Regions from separate parts of the Mus musculus genome. Here all the other regions are linked to region 3. The links are chromatin contacts, called in public HiChIP or PLAC-seq maps. All regions are on one chromosome and are shown on one strand. The core of a region is the stretch at or near the end of the contact, and the rest is flanking DNA. Distances in the headings are between cores, read along the strand shown. Region 1 overlaps Chst8 (carbohydrate sulfotransferase 8). Region 2 holds the start of Slc7a10 (solute carrier family 7 (cationic amino acid transporter, y+ system), member 10). Region 3 overlaps Pepd (peptidase D).

The links. HiChIP or PLAC-seq counts read pairs in DNA pulled down with a chosen protein or histone mark.
Region 1: a contact with region 3 is called in an H3K27ac HiChIP or PLAC-seq map of embryonic stem cells, with 6 read pairs. The contact joins two enhancer-like sites. A contact is called at or near these places in 6 of 39 promoter capture datasets (cranial neural crest, embryonic stem cells, frontonasal cranial neural crest and 2 more), 6 of 115 datasets of contacts at active chromatin or transcription factors (embryonic forebrain, embryonic hindbrain, embryonic midbrain and 3 more) and 1 of 9 other capture datasets (adipose tissue).
Region 2: an HNF4G HiChIP or PLAC-seq map of pancreatic cancer cells shows a contact between it and region 3. The contact joins the promoter of Slc7a10 here to the enhancer-like site in region 3. A contact is called at or near these places in 7 of 39 promoter capture datasets (the 3T3-L1 cell line, the HPC-7 cell line, embryonic stem cells and 3 more), 1 of 484 Hi-C or Micro-C datasets (bone marrow-derived macrophages), 7 of 115 datasets of contacts at active chromatin or transcription factors (bone marrow-derived dendritic cells, embryonic stem cells, epiblast stem cells and 2 more) and 3 of 9 other capture datasets (adipose tissue, embryonic stem cells and liver).

Annotation. Positions count from the first base shown.
Region 1 is chr7:34,797,487-34,802,048 of GRCm38.p6, reverse strand. The region is part of intron 1 of Chst8 (carbohydrate sulfotransferase 8); the gene reads left to right. Among named protein-coding and RNA genes, the nearest start is that of Gm38987, 13 kb to the left of the region's middle. Within about 2 kb of position 3,193, at least 23 of the 459 cell types and tissues checked have an H3K27ac peak or open chromatin away from gene starts, as enhancers often do. A contact at or near this core is called in embryonic stem cells, where this site is marked.
Region 2 is chr7:35,183,729-35,188,336 of GRCm38.p6, reverse strand. Slc7a10 (solute carrier family 7 (cationic amino acid transporter, y+ system), member 10) reads right to left here and starts at 1,952. Exons shown (of 11, transcript NM_017394.4): 1 at 1,687-1,952. The coding sequence starts at 1,855. It overlaps Gm38988 (a long non-coding RNA gene), which reads left to right and starts at 3,380. Exons shown (of 4, transcript XR_003946743.1): 1 at 3,380-4,608.
Region 3 is chr7:34,971,506-34,976,155 of GRCm38.p6, reverse strand. It overlaps Pepd (peptidase D), which reads right to left. Exons shown (of 15, transcript NM_008820.2): 9 at 4,453-4,499. Among named protein-coding and RNA genes, the nearest start is that of Gm35534, 16 kb to the left of the region's middle. Within about 2 kb of position 3,000, at least 39 of the 459 cell types and tissues checked have an H3K27ac peak or open chromatin away from gene starts, as enhancers often do. A contact at or near this core is called in embryonic stem cells, epiblast stem cells, extraembryonic endoderm stem cells and 1 more, where this site is marked.

The DNA of each region.
Region 1 (4,562 bases), core at 1,944-4,443, 170 kb after region 3:
ATGCTCTAAGTACCGGCCATTAAAGAGTATCATCTTTTAACTGGGCCTGATGCGTGGGCCTGTAATCCCAGCCATTCCAAAAGCTGGGGCAGGAGGAATCACAAATTCATGGCCTTCTTGAGCTATAGAGTATGTTCAAAACCAGTACAGGGAACTTAACAAGGCCCCACCTCGAAAGAAAAAGTCTGGGAATATAGCCCAGCAGTCCAGGTAGAAGGTAATCTAGCCTAGAATCTAGCAGTGGTGGAGGGGGGGTGAGGCTCAGTGGTAGAGCACTTGTCTAGCATGTGATTGGCTCTATCCCTTAGGTGCCTTCATCCTCATCCTTGACCAGGCACCTGCTGTTGGGTCCCTTTGCAGCTGTCTAGAAGTCCCCCTGCCCTGTCAAAAGCAGCATATCTAGCCTTTAATCCCAGTAGTCAGAAGCAGAGACAGGAGGATTTCTGTGAGTTCAAGGCCAGCCTGCTTTATGCAGTGAGTTCCAGGACATCCAGGGCTACACAAAGAAACCCTGTCAAGGGGTCGGGGACAGCACCCCCTTCTTGTATCACAGACTCCGCTTCCAACACCAGCTTTCCGTAGCTGACATGCTTTCCATCTGAGCAGCAGCAGAGGGGGAAGCTTGGGTCTGATAAACCATATGAACCATTCCTGCCACCATTTGACCATAGCAATACCTTCTGCCTCTGTTGACTGTGTCTGGTCAACTTCTTTCCAGTCTGACAGAAGTCTTTAGGAAAGCAGTGTGTGGCTGGGAAGTAAGACCCCATGGGTCAGAGTCCTTGCAATAGTATGCTATGCTGCTGTGCTTCATGTCCCTGGTATCCTTAGGGAAGGGAGTAGACCATCCCCCCAACACACACACACACACACACACACACACACACACACACACACACACCATTCTTGCAACTCGGGTGCAACATGGACATGGTAAGGTGTCTAAAGTTTGACAAAGAGGGTGAGGGAGTCCAGCTAGGGCAGCTGTGCTGACCCTCAAGACACAGAGACCACGCCTCCCGGATATGGAGTGAGCCCACCTCCGAGAACCAGCAGTGCCAAGTTCACAGGGCACTGGGTGCCCAAGAGAAGCAAGTGGGTAAGATTCGTTAGAGAGTTCTAGAAGTTTTTCTGGAAGAAGCCAACTCGGGGCTGCTTACCTCCAAGGCAAAGAGTGAGAACGCCATCTTTGGTATTGGTGGAAACTCTCTCCAAGGTTTGGGATCAGAGGGCACAGTCTGTGGGAGCCAAATCCAAGTCACTTTAAAACAGGGCAACAAATGACTCCACGACACACATTGTTTATGGAATGTGTAGGCGGGGTGTGAAGATGCAAGAGCTAAAAGCAGTTTGAGGAAAACAACACCTTTTTTTTTCTTTCTGGCTGGAAGGCAGATTAGAAAGGTTTATGCTCCTCTGTGATAACTAATATGAAAGGTTTATCAACGTTTTTTAAAAAAAAAAGCCTGACATTTTTTGCGAAATTGATTTGAAGACTTGGCAGGTTTGAGGAATCATTCAGTAACGTTTTTACGGGTCGATGCTAATTTGATGCTGCCGACCGGCACGACGCGCCAATTTACTGCCAGACCAGCATTAAGCACGGACCTTCCATGCGAGTTTTATAGGCGGACAGCTCATAAAGATGTGTGCTTGACAAGTATTCTGCCTCTCTTAGGATGTAGAGTATGAAGTGTTTATCAAAAACCACCTAAATCGACCCTGCTTCGGACTCATAAACAATCTGGGGACTTCAGCCCCATACTTCACTCAGTATTTCATGTCTCACCAATCCAGATCCTGGTGTGTGTGTGCTGGGAGCCTTTGTCTCCAGAAGCCACTTCCAGACACATGACAAACTCTGGGGGGAGGGGCCTCCAGTGTTCTGAAGGATTGCTTTGGAAATGGTCTCCTGGGCACAACCACTCCTAGCCACACAGCCGCTCAGGCAGGGTTGTGGGAGCTCAGGACAGTCTCCCGGGGAGGGCTGAAAGGTGTCCCTCTTAGACAGCTCCATGGCTCCAAAGGTTCCCTGAAAGAAATCAGAGGTTATCAGGTATGTTGGAACAAGCCTGCAATCCTAGCATTTGAGATGCTGAGGCAGGAGGATTGCTAGTCTGATGCCAGCCTGGAAGAGAAAAAACAGGACGGGGAGGGAGAGGGGTTAGGAGAGGAGGGGGATGAAGGAAGGGGGGAAGGAAGGAAGGAAGGAAGGAAGGAAGGAAGGAAGGAGGGAGGGAGGGGGAGGGAGAGAGAGAAAGAGTGAGGAAGAGAGAGAGGAGAGCTCAGAGGCTACGCGGGAATGAAGTCTTTGGCCTCAGGGTTATACATTTTTGCTTTCATCCCTGGGATGGATTCTCTCTCTCTCTCTCTCTCTCTCTCTCTCTCTCTCTCTGACTGTCTGAGCCACACCCACTAAGGCCCTCCTCTGGTTTGCTCTGAACACCAGAAAGTGTTTAACAATAAAACTCCTCTCCTTTGATCCCAGACTCCAGAGACAGAGGCAGGTGGATCTTTGTGAGTTTTTGGCCAGCCGGGTTTATATAGCAAGTTCCAGGCAAGTTAAGGATATGTTGAGAGACCTTATCTTAAAAACAAACAAACAAACAAACAAACAAACAAACAACTGACCAGCAAAAGCAAACCTATCTTTTACCAATGAAAACCCCTCCCAATACTTCCCACTGAGCCGGTTGCACACTTACTCTGCTTTCTCCCCTTTCTGGATCGTCTGGCCCCACCCCAGTGCTAATTGCCTGGGCTTAAAAGGAGCAGATTGCAGGAGGAGGGTGGGGGAGCTTATAGACCTCCATCAGCAGAAAGCCCCCTGGGCTTCTGGCAGGGGAAATCTGATCTTGGGCAAATGTCAAGGAGTCTTTTTGAAATCTGTGTTATGATATCAGCTTACTGAAGGCATAGGACTTCATCTGGATTTCATAAATATTGTATGGGCCACCCTTATCTCCACGTTGGCCAGCCTGAGAACACTACAGCAACCGGCCTTTTCTAGACACACACACACACACACACACACACACACACCCCTCCCCATTGCCTTCACCATCAATTGCAGAGTTGTCATGTAAAGCCAATTGGTGATATTTCAATCACAATGTCCCTGTAACAAATTTCATTCAAATTCCCGGGAAGAGAGTTAAGGCTTCGTCTTGCTGCGGGGAGAATGGCAGGCTAAATGTAGCTTCCTGGGGCCCTGGCAGCCATCCAGCGCTTTGTAATTTATACTTCTCCTTCCTGGCTCTCCAAGTGACCTTGGAACCTCAGTGCTGCTAGATTTCTTAGGTTCACCCGGGGTGCTCTCCACCCCCCCCCCAGGCAAGCTCTTCCAGACCCACCCATCCTGTGGGAGTTTGGAGGAGGCACCCCAAAAGCACATGGCTGGTGATGGGAAGATTGCTTGTTGCTGCTGACCTTTTTCTGCTAAAATTGATGTCAGCTGTGAAAGCACCAAACACACTGCTGGAAGGTGGCTTGCAGGTGACAGGAGTCTCTCTCCAAGCCCCACAGCCAGCAGGTAAACCTGGAAGGACGAGGTGGGGGAGGGGTGGCGTGCAGTTACACTCATCTGCAGCTATTTTGGTTGAAGAATAAACGAAGTGACACCCCCCCCCCCGCCCCAAACTGCTGCCAGTACAGGATCTAGCATGGGGGTGGCGTGTAAGAAAGATTAATGTACAGTTAAAACCTGTGTATGGGCAAGATTACAGGGCGACGCTATCGAATGCAAACACTGCAGCCGTCTAATTAAGGGGAGTTACAGGCTTCCTAGGATGTGTTTGCTGAAGGGAGTACTGGGGGAGGGGGCCTGTCTGTGGCGCGTATTGGTGCAGACTTGCCCCTGGCATATCGTGGGAGGCCACGTGGAGGGGTATGTAAGAGTCAGGAATTAGCCTGCCCGTCTCTGGTCTCCAAGCATCTAGCTCTTTCTCCAAACCACTCTGATCTCTGTCCCCCTCCTCACCTTTGCCTCCAAGACAGTGAGAACCCTTGACTATCTTTTTTTTTTTTTAACTGTTTTTAATTTCTCCTGCTTTGTCAGCTTTTTAAGAGATATGTTACATTATGTGGAAATTGGATGCTAACAAGATTTGTATGAATAAATTAGACTCTTAACTTTTTATGTTATTACAAAATTGAAATGGACTCTAATGACAGTCAGAATTAATGTTCTGTTTCAAATAAATGCTGGGGGTGTGACTGCATCTTCATTGTGGTCCTCCGGAGCCCTGCCTACATGGCTTTGCCTGAGAAGCCACCTCTGCCTTTCTCCTGGGAGATGGGGAGTGGGGGGGGTGGGGGTGGAGGGAGAAGATCTTGCTGTTACCTATGGAGTTCCCTGCCCATCCAAGGGTTGGGAACATGCGTTCTGTTTATATCTTTAGGTCCAGGTTTCCTAGGGGCTACTGGGAATTTCTGCTACTGGGGCTCCTAGTGGGATCTGTAGAGAGAGTTGCCCTGGGCCTTGAGTCATACCCTCACCTGTATGCAGGGGCCGGCTTTGTAGGCAGACACACCTTCCAGCCACCAATTGTAAGGTCTTGAGT
Region 2 (4,608 bases), core at 703-3,202, 210 kb before region 3:
TTTGAGCTTCTTAAGCCTGGCCCCCTGGGAGAGCACCCAGTGCCCTGGGCTGGGACAGTGGTTGAGTTCTGTTTCTTGGTTAGCGCAGTTGACTTCCACCCTCCTCCTCAGCCTTCATCTTCTGGAGGCCAAGGGGGAACAGTGAAGCAAGAACAGGCTGAAATGGGAAGGGAGCTGGCGGCCCAGAGCCAGGCTCCGGGGCACCAGTTCCTCCAAAGCCTGAATGGAGAAGGAGCAAAATGGTGGACTGGGTGTTCATCTCTCCCCTACACCACCATTCCCATCCTCTTGCAGATGGCTGGCAGCCTGGCAGCCTCTGATGCTAGGCTCTCCTCTCCACCATCTCTGAACCTCTCTGGCACCATAGCCAGCCCCACCAGTGACCCAAGTGATAAGTAGGCTTCCCTTTTGCGGGGAGGAGGTACAGTACCCTGAAAATGGTGTTGGCTGAAGGCAAAGCTCTAACCACTGCTCTGGCCTGGCCCACAGGCTCGGTCCTTTCTATTATCAGACAGTCAGGGGGGCTGGAGGGACATCAGGACCAGTCCCTGGGAGATAAGCATTCTAGAAGGAAGAAGGCAGGTGGTGGAATTCTCTGGAGCTGGGTTCAGGGGTGACTCTGGGTAGGAGTGCAGGGGATACCCAAGAGACACTACATCTCTCCAGCTGGAGTTTCTCATGGAAGGGCACAGAGCAGAAGGTAAAGATCACACACACACACACACACACACACACACACTTCAGCCTTTCTCTATCTCCAGGGGTCAAAGGGCAGAAAGAGAGCTATTTGGCTGCATCCCTACTGTGTGCCACTTCCTACTGGCTGGGAAAGGGGACAATCAAGACCCCAATTACTGCTCTTTTAGACCCCCAACTCCTGGGCACAGGGAATCAGAAAAGGCCCCGCCCAAGAGGTCTAGTCCAGTTCTCCTTCAGGAGTCAAGGGACAGACAGAGGTGGGGTTGCTGCCCAACCCTGTCCCCGGGGCATTCTACCTATGCAAAAAGCACCATCTGTAGGAAGAGCGAGAGGGGCCAGGCCATGAGAGCACCCATTCAGATGCCACCAGATCACGAGAGTGCTCACTTGGATCCCAGGGCTGAGTGGGTGCTCTCCTGGAGGCTTGGTCTGCTCCTGGCTACTTCGCTACCTCTCCTCGGATTCTGTGGCCACCTCTGCCAGGAAGGTCAGCTTCGTGGCCTTTAACCCTTGCTTTAGACTCTACCCGGCCATTTACCTTCCTGCTTTCCAAGAACAGATGGCTTCACTTCCCTGGCACTTGAATCTGGCACACAGTAGGGATGCACACAGGCTGCCCTGCAGCCCAGAACTTGCCACTCAAGCCAGGCCTAGCAATTATTTCCGTTTCCTAGGTGGGAACAGGGGACTTGCCTTGGTAAAGCCCCTCAGCTGAGTGAAGGCCAGGGGAGGGTTGCAGCAAGGAAAGCCCCCACCCGAACCCCCACCCCCTTCCAGGCGCAAATTTTCAGAGAGGTTGGGGAGGTGAGGGCAAGAAGTTTTGTGACTGGTTTGCCAGGTTCTGTTCCGAATGGGGTCAAGTGTATTCTCCAGCTATGGCAGCAGGTGCTCGAAGGGTTCCTTTGCCCCTGTGGTCTTATGGTCTTCGTGAGGGAGGAACATAAAGGGGTTCCCCCAGTACTTCCACGCTATGTACGCCCTACTCACCGATGATGATGGTGCAAGCGCTCACCAGCCCGATCTCTTTCTTGAGTGCCACCCGCTCCGAGGCGCCCGGGCCGGGACCAGGGCCCGGGGAAGGCGAGGGCGCAGGGCCGGGGTTCCCGTGCCCGCCTGGCTGTTGTATGTGGCTTGCCATGTCGCTGTCCCGCCTCATCCCAGTTCCCTGCGCTACCCCGTCTGTCCGGCCCGCAGCCAGTCCTCCGTCGGTCGGTTCGTCTGTCGGTGCGCTCGCGGCCCTCGCAGCCCGGGACAGCGCCCACAGGCGGGCGCATGCGCTGGCACGGGGCCCGGGCCCCCGGGGGCCCCCGGGCGGCTGGATCCAGGGAGGGACGGAAGGAGGGACGGCCGGCAGCCCCCTCCCCCACCGCCCTTAAAGGGAACTCCCCCTTCCCCCCCACCCCCAACCCTAGTCAGGGGAGACAGGAGGGGACTGGGATCAGACTTAGAAAGGACTTCCTAGTTGAGTGAACGAAGGGGCTACACCCAGACTTGGGTGAGGTGGGGGAGAAGAGCTCAAAGACCAGGCTGTCCCTGCGCTCAAGGAGTGTGAGCAAGACGTGCTGGGGTAGGCGGTGCTGCATGCCCCAGCCTGTACTTTCTAAATCCCTCAAGCCCCATTTGTGAAGGGTGGGCATTGCACAGGTTGAAAACCACCGCCTAGCGGCAATTAGCCTGACAGTGGCACGGTCTCCATGAAGACTTTTTGATAGCTCCCTGGCCTCTAGGCGGTCCTGACTGAGTCATTTGGGATGAATGGAGACTGTCCTTAAAACAATTCTGAAGGCAAAAGGCTTGAGAAGAGTTGAAGATAAGGAGACCCCAGTGGGGCCCCGGGCATCCTGGGAGTTTGGGACAGTCCCCATCACCATCAAATCTATCCCTGCCTCAGCATCCCCTAATTCCTCTTCGGGTCCAGCCTTAGGTCCCCACCGCAGACTCCTCTACACAGGTCAGTCAGGGCACAGTGGACTGGGACTTTGGCCCAGGCCGTCTAGCATGGCTCAAGGTGACCAGACCGCTGGAAGTGCCAGAGAGACGGGAAGAGAACAATTGTGGTAGCAAGGAGGTATCGGGCCCAGGATCCTGGGAAGCCTGCCTCCTCCCGGAAGCCATTGGGCGGTGCAGCCCAGATCGCGGGGCAAATTCATGCGCGGGTGGTGCGAGGGAGCAGGGCCGCGTCGGGGCCACCGGGGCGGCGGGCGGAGCGAGGCTGGCACGGTGTGGCCGACGGCGGAACAGCTTTTGTGTGTTGCTGGCGATAGCTGCGTCGCGCCGTCCCCTGCATGAGGATGAGGCCACTCGGGGCCACCGGTCCTTCCCCCGATCGCGGCCTCAGAGTTTGCTGGGGAAGGGCAGGGAGGACCCGAGATGGGACGAGTTCAGGAGCCCAAGAGCCTGGGCTGGGGGCGGAGCACGGAGGTGGGGTCTTGGCCAGGGCCTGGTACTTCGAAATTGGGGCGGGGACTTGATAAATAGAAGAGGGAGGACTCTGGGGGGACCAGGAGGGGGAAGCCACTCGGCAGAGCTTCATCCTTCGCACTCCCGACGAAGCCCAACATTCTTGGCGACCTCTGCCTCCCGCCCCAGAGACGATAAGCTGAACGTGGCAAGACTCTCTTAAAGGAACCTCGTGCGGTGCTGGGTCAGGCTGGGGTGGGCTGGGATAGGGGAGAGCGGTCCTGATACCCAGGACACTCATGAGTGTTGCAGGTAGTAAGGACCTGAGAGGCTTGACTTTCTGATTTGACTAGCGACTCCGTTGTCTTTGCAATGCCAAGGTCGCCTGGGTTAGGGTCCAGCCAGAAGGATTTCCCCTGAGGCTCTTTGTCAAGGGGCAGAGGGTGGCATCAGAGTCACAGGCCAGAAGCCAGTAGTTTTTCAGAGATGAGCCTCTCCGGGGACTTGGAATGTGGAGTCTGTGTTTGAGAAGGGTTGAGTCTGTTAAGGGTTGAAGATGGTGTTTGCATGTCTCTCCTGGGATATATATAGCTCAGGGATCATTAGGAGGTAAATGTGGGACCTTCTAAAAAGATGGTAATCCATGACTTAAGCGAAGCAAGCCACAAAACTCTAAACAAGTTAGAAACACGGCTGCCTTCACGTGGAAAACAAACAAACAAACAAACAAACAACTCAGACCCCAAATGAATCCAAAAGCTGGACAGAGTGCTCGGGAAGTAAAAACCAAAACTCCACAACTGCCATACTTAAACGGTGACATAGTAAATGTTTTCCCATGGAGGCCTGAGTAAGAGGAGACATTAGCACTCATTGGTTGTATACAATATGGTGCTAGTCAGTGTCACAAGGCAAGAAAACAATGAAAAGCAGTTCGAAGTAGGCAGTGGGCAGGGAGGCAAAACCTGTCATTTAGATATGATATGTTTGAGTATACAGGAAGTAAAGTACAAAGATACATTGTAGGTTGATAAGTTTGTTAGTCACTGGGTATACGGTTAATATCCAGAAATAAATTATATTTCTGTATGCCAGCAAGAAATAGAAAATAAGCTTTTAATAACATAAAAACAATTACTCTGACTAGAGGGCTGGCTCGTAGGTTGAATGCACTTGCTGATCTGGCTGAAGACCCTGGTTCAGTTCCCAGCACACACATAAAGGTCCACAACCAACTGTATCTCCAGTTCCAGTGGATCTAGCACCTTCTTCTGTCTACTACTGGTATTGCACACATAGTGCACATAAACTCACACAGGCTCACACCATACACATAAATGTTAAGAAAAAAATTTTAAAAAACACTCAAGATTATACTTTGTTTGGCTATGGAATCTAAAATAGGTTTTCCCCCATTGAGAGTGGAAGTGCATGCCTTTAATCCCAGGATTCAGGAGACAGGTGCCGGTAGATCTCTGTGTGTTTGAGGCCAGCCTGGTCCACATAGTA
Region 3 (4,650 bases), core at 1,751-4,250:
TGCAGGTAATTGATTCAGCTGCCAGCCCCATGCCAGCCAGCTACAAGCCAGTTACGCCACTAACATTAAATAATATGAGATGGTAAAATGGACCGCCTGATTGGGCCCGGAGTCAGATGCTGGGCGAGCCCGATTCGTCCAAACATTAACGTCTTATTGGTTTAACACAATTTACTACACCTCGATTTTGGAAAATGATTTTCATTTCCTGGCTGGCAGGCGTAGCACAGAGGAGAAGGCTGTGTCTTCATAAACGACATCAGCTAGCTTACGCTTTTTTAACATGCCCTCAAGATTGTATAATAAATCTCTGATAATTAAAAAAGGGGGGGAGAGGAACAGAGCTTAGACTGAAGTCTCTAGCTGGCATCCCTGAGTGGGTAAAGCTGTTTGTCTGGTGCTGCTCGACTTCCACCCCAGCTTCCAGTCCTGGCTGCCCACCCCTGCCCCGCTCTGTGGCCTGCAGGTTTGAAGGATGCCCACGGTGAGTGCAGAGCACCATCGGCACACATGGAAAGGAAGCTCTCTTCCTTTTGCCCCACGAGTCCACAGCCCACATCACACTTGGGCTGCCCTGATCTATCTGCCCAGAGGTCCAGTCTGTGCTAAAAGAGCCACATCCCCTGGATAGCCAACAACACCTGCTTTAGAAGACTCTGATTTCAACTTGAGAATAATCCTCAAGTCTCTAGTGGCATGCAGGGTGTTAGAAAAATAGCTCAGATCCCTTTTCTCTCTCTTCCATCCATCTGTCCATCCATCCATCCATCCATCCATCCATCCATCCATCCATACAACCTAGATATGTTTCCTGATACCAGCTACTGAATAGGGAAATGACACACAAGTCCTGAGACATCTCCAGATTCTCATTGACATAGACTGCAATGGTGCCAGAAAGTGGCCCAGGCAGTGACAGTGCCTGTGGAAAGAGGACTTGGGACTAAGAGTCAACCCAGTTCATGGCCGCAGATGTCTAAGGGGCAGGGGAGTTGTGCTCTTGAAACCTAGGCAGCGACACCTTCAGATGTGACGACAACCACGGACAACTGTCTTTCCACTACGTCCAGGAGCAGACTTTGCACCTCATTGCTGTTACCACCTCTTCCACTCTTCCCTGCATGCCCATGCTCACCAGCCCCTTTATGCTGAGTTCTCAGTGACCCCATGATCAGGTGCTCCTATTGGCTGAGGCCCACAGACAGACACTATTTCCCTCTATAGTAGTGGTTCTTAATCTTCTTAATGCTGTGACCTTTTAATACAGTTCCTCATGTTGTGGTTATAAAACTATTCCACTGCCACTTCATAACTAACTGTGCTGCTGTTATGAACTGTAATGTAAATATATGATATGCAGGATATCTGATATGCAACCGCAAAGGGATTGAGATCCACAGGCTGAGAATCACTGCTCTAGAATCTAGCCGTCCACATCTAGCCGTCCACATGGGCCACAGGTGGATGTGGCATGCACGATACACATGAGAAAACCAGCTGGTCTTCATGCCAAATCTTCGCACTTGACACCCTCTGTATACCTATACCTGTCCACCTGGCAGCGTGCTGGCAAAGCTTCAGACTGCTCTGTCCGTAACTCAGAGATCCAGGCACCAAGCTCCCCCCAGGATACCTAGCAGCCCAGTGTAATGCACAGCCAAGGAATCCAAAAAGAAAAGAGAGTTTTACATCAGTGTAGACCAAAGCAAAGGATAATACTAAGAAATTATAGTCAGGGTACTGGAGGGAGGGCTCAGGGGTCAAAAGCACTTAGTGATCTTTCAGATTTGGTTCCAGGGCCACATCATGTAGAGTTACTACTTGTAACTCCTGTTCCAGGGATCCACTGTCCTCCTCAGGCACCTGTATGCACATGGTACACATAAACTAACACACACACACACACACACACACACACACACACACACACATACACACACGCACACATGCATAAGAGAGGAATGACAAGATGGCTCAGCAGGGAAAAGCACTTGTCTCCAAGCCTGACAACCTGAGTTTTGATCCTTGGGGACTCAAGAGTCAGAAGAGATAATCTTCTGACCTCCACAGGCATGCTCAGGCATGCTCAGGCATGCGTGCTCCCCCCCCCCCCCCCACACACACACACACTAAACCAACTGACTAAATATGAGAGGTCAGTCAGTCTTTGGCAGAAGAAGGGGACTGACTCTAAGGATCCTGTGGACACCAAGCAGCATCCCCAGACACCCCAGCCGCTTGCACCCACACCTCCTCCCCTAACATTTCAAACCAACTGGAGGTTACCTATAAGACCCAAACAATGTCCACAGTGATTACATTGTGTAGCCTGCAGGAAGACAAAGAAAGGCCTGTGCATGTTCGGTTACTGACTCAAATTAAGTAAAAGTTTGTGCCACAGTTGGCAGGTGGCTGAATCTGTGATGCAGGATGCTCAGGTACAGAAAGCTGCTTGTATTATTTATTTGTATGGTTAGACGGGATAATGGCAGGGTAGTTATAGAAAGGGAAACATCTCACTGACTGAGAGACGTCTCCTGAAATATTTACATGGGGAATGACATGATGTCTGGGCTGTTCATATACGCCAGCAAACCAAAACATAAACACAGAACTAAACAACAGTGGATGAGCACCCCGGGGTTCATTACGCCATAGGACTCCCTTACATTTCTGAGAAATGAAACCCCTCCATTACACTCAGGCACTCCTTGCTACAGACCCAAAGCCCATGTAGCCCTGCCTAGGGGCGGCAGCAGGGTCAGGGACAAGGTCAGGGCTGAGGAAAGAGTGTCTCAGGGTCACTTCCAGAGCCAACCCCCTACAGCACAGGGTACAGCTGACTGACAGGCAGAGGTGGTGGGGGCCCCATGCTGAGATATGCTATTCCTGCTCTGATTTCTTGGTTATTTTTATTTGAGGCATCTGTTATGGGTCACTATGAGTCAACTCAATTGGGAACAGGTTTCTGGGCCAGTGCCAGTCTGAGGGGCTCATAGTTCCGCCTTCCACCCTGGGCTAGCCGATGCTTCTCATCTCAGATCCTTGAGTGGGAGGGGGAATGCTGTGCAAACTGCAATCAAAGAGGCTGTGCACGCCCTTCCCCAGTGTCCTTGGCAAGACAGAGGCTCCCTCAGCTTTGATAGACAGTTGTTACATGCCCCCTCCTGGGACACCATAGCAGCTGAGGAAAGCCATCTTAACAATTCCGTGTCCTTCAGGGTAAGAAGAGGACTCCAGGCACTCAGCTCACCTTTCAGGGTTAAACTCTGAAAAAAGGCCTCCATTTCCAAGTCCACAGTAAACACTAGTGTCCCACTGGCCACTGCTGACCCCACCTGTGTGCTCTTCACACTGATGTGGCAGGCAAGGCCATGAGGGTTGGGACAGCATAATAGTCCTTTCTCTGCTGCTATAATAAAATACCCAAGGTTGGCTATTTTATAAAAGAAAAGAGGTTTGCATAGTTTATAATTTTGGAAGCTAAAAGTTCAAGATGAGGCTCACTGGTTTGGTCACTTAAGAAGCTAGTGATCCAGGTGTGGCCAGGTTGGCTCTTTTTACAATCCTTTCTTAAGAACTACCTTTGAGTACAGGACTCCCAGTGACACAGGGGCCTCTCAATAGGCCCCACCTCAAAGGTCCAACTCTGGTCACATCACCACACTGTAGTCCCAGCTTCCCTGGGTCCTTCCAAGGACAGGAGCCCTTGGAAGACACAGCAGAAAAGAATCAGTTTTCCCTCACACAGGGCAGGCCTGATGGCCACCAGAGGGGTCTGGGGCTGTCAGCATGGGAAAGGGGATAACAGTTGTCAAGCACATACAAACCCAGGTAGGAGAGGGAACCTGGGATGGGAAAGGTGACAAGTCCATCTCGGGGCCACGGGGTAGTCACCGATGGGAGACCCAGGACAGGGTGAGGGATCTGATCTGGGTCATAGAGCAGAGCAGGGCTTCCCCAGGCAGCGCCCAGGCATGCCGACCAGCGAGTGGCAAGCCTAATTGGAGCTGGAGTCAGACGGGGCTCTCCAGGGAGCTTTATGAGCCACTTAACCATCTCTCGACCCAGTCGCCCGAGCACAGCAGCCATAATGGTGCTGTTTACACATAAAAATGGCAAGCTGTTTTACTAGTGGCTTTTGGAGGTACGATAGCGGCTATTGGGTAAAGTTCCCCCCACAAATTGCAGAAACAAAGTCCAGGAGTGGAATGATGGGACACTAAACCAGCCTGGAAAGTGATCAAGGCCCATTACCATCAAACACTGCCAGGAGCCAGGGAGGTGGCCGCCACCAGAGGGACCATAATCTCTGCCTAGGATCCCAAGGCTGCATATAGTCCCCACTTGATCGCGTGTGCTCTGCTCCAGCCCCTCATCTGTTACTTGCTTGGGGAACATAAATTGCTGGTTTTTTACATTTTAATCTTTACTCGGAGACACACAGCTTACCTTTCCATCTCGTATTCCTTCATCCCCACTTTTACAGCCTTCATTACCTAGAGGACGGGCATTAAGCAAAGACATTTGTATTAAGCAGATAAGTAACACGGCTTTATAAATAATGTATAACACTTTTTCAAAAGCTCCTCTTTAAAGGAAAAAGGAGGGGTGATCTGTGCACAGTGGTGCAGAAAAGTGACAAATTGG